2 separate regions of the Mus musculus genome follow, and region 1 is linked to region 2. A link is a contact called in public promoter capture Hi-C data. All regions are on one chromosome and are shown on one strand. Each heading gives the region's core, a stretch centred on a gene start, on an enhancer-like site or on the middle of the called end of the contact. The rest is flanking DNA. Distances are from core to core; before and after follow the strand shown. Region 1 holds the start of Hmgcs2 (3-hydroxy-3-methylglutaryl-Coenzyme A synthase 2). Region 2 holds the start of Gja8 (gap junction protein, alpha 8).

Region 1 (2,700 bases), core at 195-2,694, 1.4 Mb after region 2:
CTAAGCTGCAGTCTCATGGGGATTCAACAGTATGGAGACAGAGACATAAAGTGGAGAGGGGACCAGGGAGCCTCCGGATTTAGGGGAAATAGGTGGAGCTTCTGGCTTCTGGGAAATAAATAAACCAAGAGCTATCCTGGTTCTTGAGACTCTTTCATAGAGTTGCATTAGATATCAGGGTTAACTGCTTCAACTGCTGTGTGAGTGAGACATAGGGACTTTCTACATGAGGAGCATGAGATAGAGACTCATCTTTAAGACTTTTGTCTTAAGAAGTAGTAGAGGATCTGGATGGGTGGCTCAGTGGGTAAAGTGAAAGTGTGGAGCCTGAGTTTGGAACCCCATACCTGTGTAAAAGCACATACCCGTACCCCAGCTCTGGAACCGCAGAGGCAGGAAGATCCTAGGAGCCCTTTTGGCCACCCCAATAGGCAAGCTCCAGGTTCAGAGGGAGAGACACACATCATTTTAAGACTAAGATTGAGAGTGCTAAAGGATGGTATTGATGCTAGCCCCTGGCAGCCACAGGTGTGCTCAAGTGGGAGCATGGCTGCATGCACACAGCCACAGGTGCACACTCATAGGAGCACAATTACATGCACAGTCCGGAGTCAAAAGATGCTGGGGGATCCCCACTCTGCAGCTTTGTAGACATGGGTCTTTGAGGACTCTGTCCTCCCTGTCTCTAAAATCCAACTTGTAATAAACTTCTCCTTCCTAGGAAAGCCTGAACTTCAAGACAGTCTCCTTTTGAGGGATTCTGAACCTCTCTAGCAGCATCTGCTGCGTCCCTCTTGGAAGCTCTGTGAAGCTCTGTGTAAGCATAATGACGGACAATAAAGATAAGAGGAAAACAACCAGCTCCACAGACCAAAGCCAGCCAGCCCGTCAGATGTGCGTCAACACCTACTCTCAACTGCTTGAAGAGCTGGTATTAAAAGGTTATACCAGTAATCACAGTGCTCATGGAGGCTGAGGGAGGAAGACTGATTTCAAGTTCAAGGCTAGCCTGGGGTATTTAAGAAGAAATGGAGGTGGAGGGGGGATTACTCTTTGGTTTTGAAAGCTGCTTCTTATAGAAATGGTAAGAATAACATCTGACTGCATAAAGTGGTTAGGGGTTAGGAACAGATGGTGAGCCACTCAGCAGAGGAATCAGGAGGCTGCAGAGACGAGTTGGGTGACTGCTGATTGTTGGATGTGTTAGAAGGAGCATGCAAGCTTGCATGGTTAGGCAAAAATAAGGCCAACAATGAAGTCTCAGAGCCAGCCAGCTAGATACCAGCCAGGAACAGTGCAGCTATGTACATGTTAGACATGATGTTTTCCTTTGACTTGTTCTGAGACCTTTGGCCCAGTTTTTCCCCAAGCAGGCAGGGGCCTCGATAAGCGGAGGCGGGGCTTCCAGAGCCTGGAGTCTTATAAAGCCCAACCCAGAATCGTTGGGCATCTCTCCCAAGGGCTGTGGACTGCTGGCTTTCTGTTGATACCTTAGAGATGCAGCGGCTTTTGGCTCCAGCGAGGCGGGTCCTGCAAGTGAAGAGAGCGATGCAGGAAACTTCGCTCACACCTGCTCACCTGCTCTCAGCAGCCCAGCAGAGGTGAGTGGCCTGCTCAGAGGGTCTACATAGATCACTCCCAGACAAGCACCGTGGGGACCAGTAAAACGCGGGGCTTGTTGGAGGACTCACTAGAACCTCAGTCAAAAGCTGGCGAGGTTGTACTCAGTTATAAACAAGTTAGCCTCATTTCTAGACAGCACCTGTTAACTGTTGAGCTGGAAGTGTCTAAGCCAGAGGTCCTCAGCCTTCCTAATGCTGCAACCCTTAATACAGTTCCTCAGGTTGTGGTGACCCCCGCAACCATAAAATTATTTTTATTTCTGCCTCATAACTAATTTTGCTGCTATTATGAATCATAATGTAAATATCTGATATGCAAGATGTATTTTTATTGTCGTAAACTGATCCAAGGGGACAGGACGCACAGGACTCCCAGCCTAAGCCTCTGATGCACTTTGTTTAGGAAAAGCAGCAGCCTTTCCTCTGCCGGCCACAGGGGGCAGCAGACCTCAGGATCCTGCAGCTGCAGTTGTGGTTTAACTGCTTGCTGTCGTTCACTGTGGCAAGATCCAGTATGGACCAAAGAGACGAAGCAGTGTTTCTCCGTGCTTCGGTTTTGTGAGATGAAAGATAAAAATTGTGTGTGTGTTTCTCACTGTGTGTGTGGGGTGGGGTGGATGGGTGGATACATGTACTTGTGAAAGAAAAACAAACATGCCTTCTTTCTTTGTAAACACCCTTCAGTCTCGTCCAAGTAACTGTGGTTGCTCAGAGTTGATGGGACACATCTGGGCTTTGTGCTTCAGGCTCCCAGCTACTTGGGTGTTTTCTCTTTTGCTCTTTGTCCACTGAGCTCAGAGTCCCAGGGCTTCCTTTCCACTTATACCCATGAGTACTGAGTTTTTAGGGAACCTCTTTGCTATGGTGCCCTCCCTTGTCCCGCCCTGCTGGAGCCTGGGTATAGGTGTGGAGGGGAAAGGAGCAGTGCCCTTAAACCTCCTGATTTGCTTTTAGCGCCACTGACATCCACTTCCCCACCCTTGCAAAACCACTGCGTTTTATTTGAATGTTCCAGCTTAGACTTTAGCTTGCTTCTTTTCTATTTGCGAGGAAGTTATGGGGTTTACTTATTTCAGGG
Region 2 (2,700 bases), core at 180-2,679:
GATGTACACTTAAGTACCTCCCATCAGTCCTCAGGACAAGCCATGAGCTGCACAAGTGGCTCTCATTGAGAGTAAAGATTCCTAAACATAACAAGCACAAAACAAAACAAAACAGCATATAGCTGCCAACTCCTTATTTTAAAAAGAAATGTGTCAGATCACTAAATAATGTCTACAGTCTGACTTCACCCTCGATGATTAAGGGAGACAGGCATGTCTTTATGACCACAAGACTTAAAGAGAACATGGTCTCAGAGCAAAGCCAAGTCTTGGAACAAAACACATTAAACTCGGTGGAAAGCCACCTCCTCTCCCCCATCGTTGCCGCTCTATTTCTGTCACAGGCTGACAAAATTTCTCCATGAACTAAAATGGGCAGATCTACAGTTTGAGACTCAGAGAATGGAGAATTATTTACCCCATGGCCAGGGAGGGACAATCAGAGAAGTCACAGAGTCTCTTAAAGTGTCCCAGCTGGTGGGGGGAGCTCAGATGTGAGCCCTAGTCTTCCCCACTCCAAACTCCAAGGGAATTTCTGGGGCAGCGTGGCCTTGTCCTGGGTTTGAAGAGGCTCGGAACCACGTAGACACCCATGCTTACAGGTTTCTTGAAGCATCAGTGGGTCATCCACCACTCTGCTGATAATGGGAGTATGTGTGCCTCCATCTTTGGGTGTAGAGCCATTAGACAGCAGCTCTTGCCAACAGACAACAGAAACCTGCCCCAGGGAGAGCACAGATCCTTCCTGTGCCCCGTGAATGAACTGCTTTAACATTGTAAATCCTGAGCATGGGGCTTCCCTTCTACCCACGGCACTCAACAGTTCCCACCTGCTCTGCCATCGCAGAGTTGTGAGTGGGAAAAACAAACAAACAAAACAACCCGCCTTCCCAAAAAACCCCGTAACTCATGCTCATTTCTGTCCCCCTGGATTCCTGGAAGTGCGGTCGTTCCTTCTGAAAACATAAAGACCTGAAAAATAAATCAAGAGCTGGAGTCTGAACAACTCTTTTCTCACCCAACGTATCCTAGCACTCTCCCTTCCAAACCTCTGCAAACTCTTAGGTGAACTTGAAGTTGATCTTGAAGTGCATCCTTCTCAGCCCAATGATAGACCTTGGTGACAACTTTTTTGTCTCAGAGGAAGCTATGTTTCTAGCGGGAGAGCTATGGATGGCCCTGATCATGAGTTGGAAATAAGTGAAGGGAAGGTTATAGTCTAAGGCCACCCAAGGAAAACTTGCCGTCTGAGTAGCGTCCCACGGAGAAACTGGTGCTGTCTTTCTCTCTTGCTGCTCCGCAGTAAAATGGCAACTTTGGTGTCTTTCCTTTGCCACCTAAAAGCCCACCTCCAACTTCCCTACCCCGCCCCTAATGTGCTGCACGACTGAGCAGATATGACTGGATCTGTCCTGATGGGTGGGTTTTACTGTCCAGCAATATTTTAAGCTCCCAGCCAGACAGCTTTTATGAAGGGAGGGATGTTTGGAAAACAATGGGAGAGAGAGAATGGGAGAGCTGTGCTGGGCACCAGGGGAGGAGGGTGGGGGGAAAGCTGACGTGGGAAAGCTTAGCTGGGGCTTCTGCAGGCTCTAAGCATTTCCCTCAGCTACAGACCAGTCCTTTACGACAGGAAATCTTTGGCTTCTTGCAGAGGACAGGTGTGTAGGGTATTTCCCCAGGCCTTGAAGCCATCGTCTTAGAGACTCTTGGTCATGTAGGGAGAGTAATATGTGACCTGTGTGTGACCTTGTGCTTCAAGTTACACTGAATGAGAGTGATTGGTTCCCTTCAAAGGGTTACATTTCATCCTCCATTGGGGTTTGATCTTATGACACAACACCTTTAATATGCAGCCTCCCTGATGACTCTGGTCCTAGAAACAGTGGAGTGCTGAATATAGTTCTCAGCCCCAGGTGTGAGATACATGCCCCAGGTGTGAGATACATACCCCAGGTGTGAAATACATGCCCCAGGATCAAGGGAACCCCAGAAGACCGCTCCCCAAACAACACAGGTTCTTGCTATTGTTCTTGGCTGCCAACCAGAACTAGAGCCTACATTTACACTACAGAAGACACCATTGGTTGTAAGGTAGGTAGAGAACAGGTGGGCACCGAGCTAGAATTGTTTCCATGTTGGCTATCAATCAAATCACAGGAGAATGCGAAGCAGGATGCTATATGAGAAAGACCACAGTTGATCTTGCCCAGTTCTAAATCCTATGAAACAAAAGTTCAACCTGCTGAACTAAACAGGCCTGCCCTCACCTGTACAACAGTGGCTTCACTGTGCTGGATAACCAAATGCCTTCTGATTGGAGTGTTGTGGTGGTGGGGGGAAACGATCCATTCCTGGTACTTTAAGCCCAGATAGACTGAGGTCTAGGGAGACTGCCAACACCAATGGGGAACTTATTACTGATTAGCTTCTATCCATAGATCTAGAGAAGCATCTCACTGTAAGCAACATTGGTGAGTGTAGAGACCCAAGGCATCCCAAGATGCTGAGAATAAACAACGGTTGTCGGCCCAGCCTAAACAAGACTAATATACCATCCCCTCCAAGGCTCGGGGAACACTGAAAAAGAGAGGACCAGAAGTATGTGAACCACGAGATACAGTAAAGGACTATAAATCACCTTTCTTTAGACTCAATACAACTGCTGTCATTATTAAACTCTCAGCAACTGTAGCTGCC

What was found. Promoter capture Hi-C pulls out the DNA fragments that hold promoters and counts their contacts.
Region 1: a promoter capture Hi-C map of pre-B cells shows a contact between it and region 2, with 2.4 times the contacts expected there. The contact joins the promoter of Hmgcs2 here to the promoter of Gja8 in region 2. A contact is called at or near these places in 2 of 39 promoter capture datasets (the 3T3-L1 cell line and pre-B cells).

What each region holds. Positions count from the first base shown.
Region 1 is chr3:98,278,987-98,281,686 of GRCm38.p6, forward strand. It overlaps Hmgcs2 (3-hydroxy-3-methylglutaryl-Coenzyme A synthase 2), which reads left to right and starts at 1,445. Exons shown (of 10, transcript NM_008256.4): 1 at 1,445-1,601. The coding sequence starts at 1,498.
Region 2 is chr3:96,924,622-96,927,321 of GRCm38.p6, forward strand. Gja8 (gap junction protein, alpha 8) reads right to left here and starts at 1,430. Exons shown (of 2, transcript NM_008123.3): 1 at 1,245-1,430.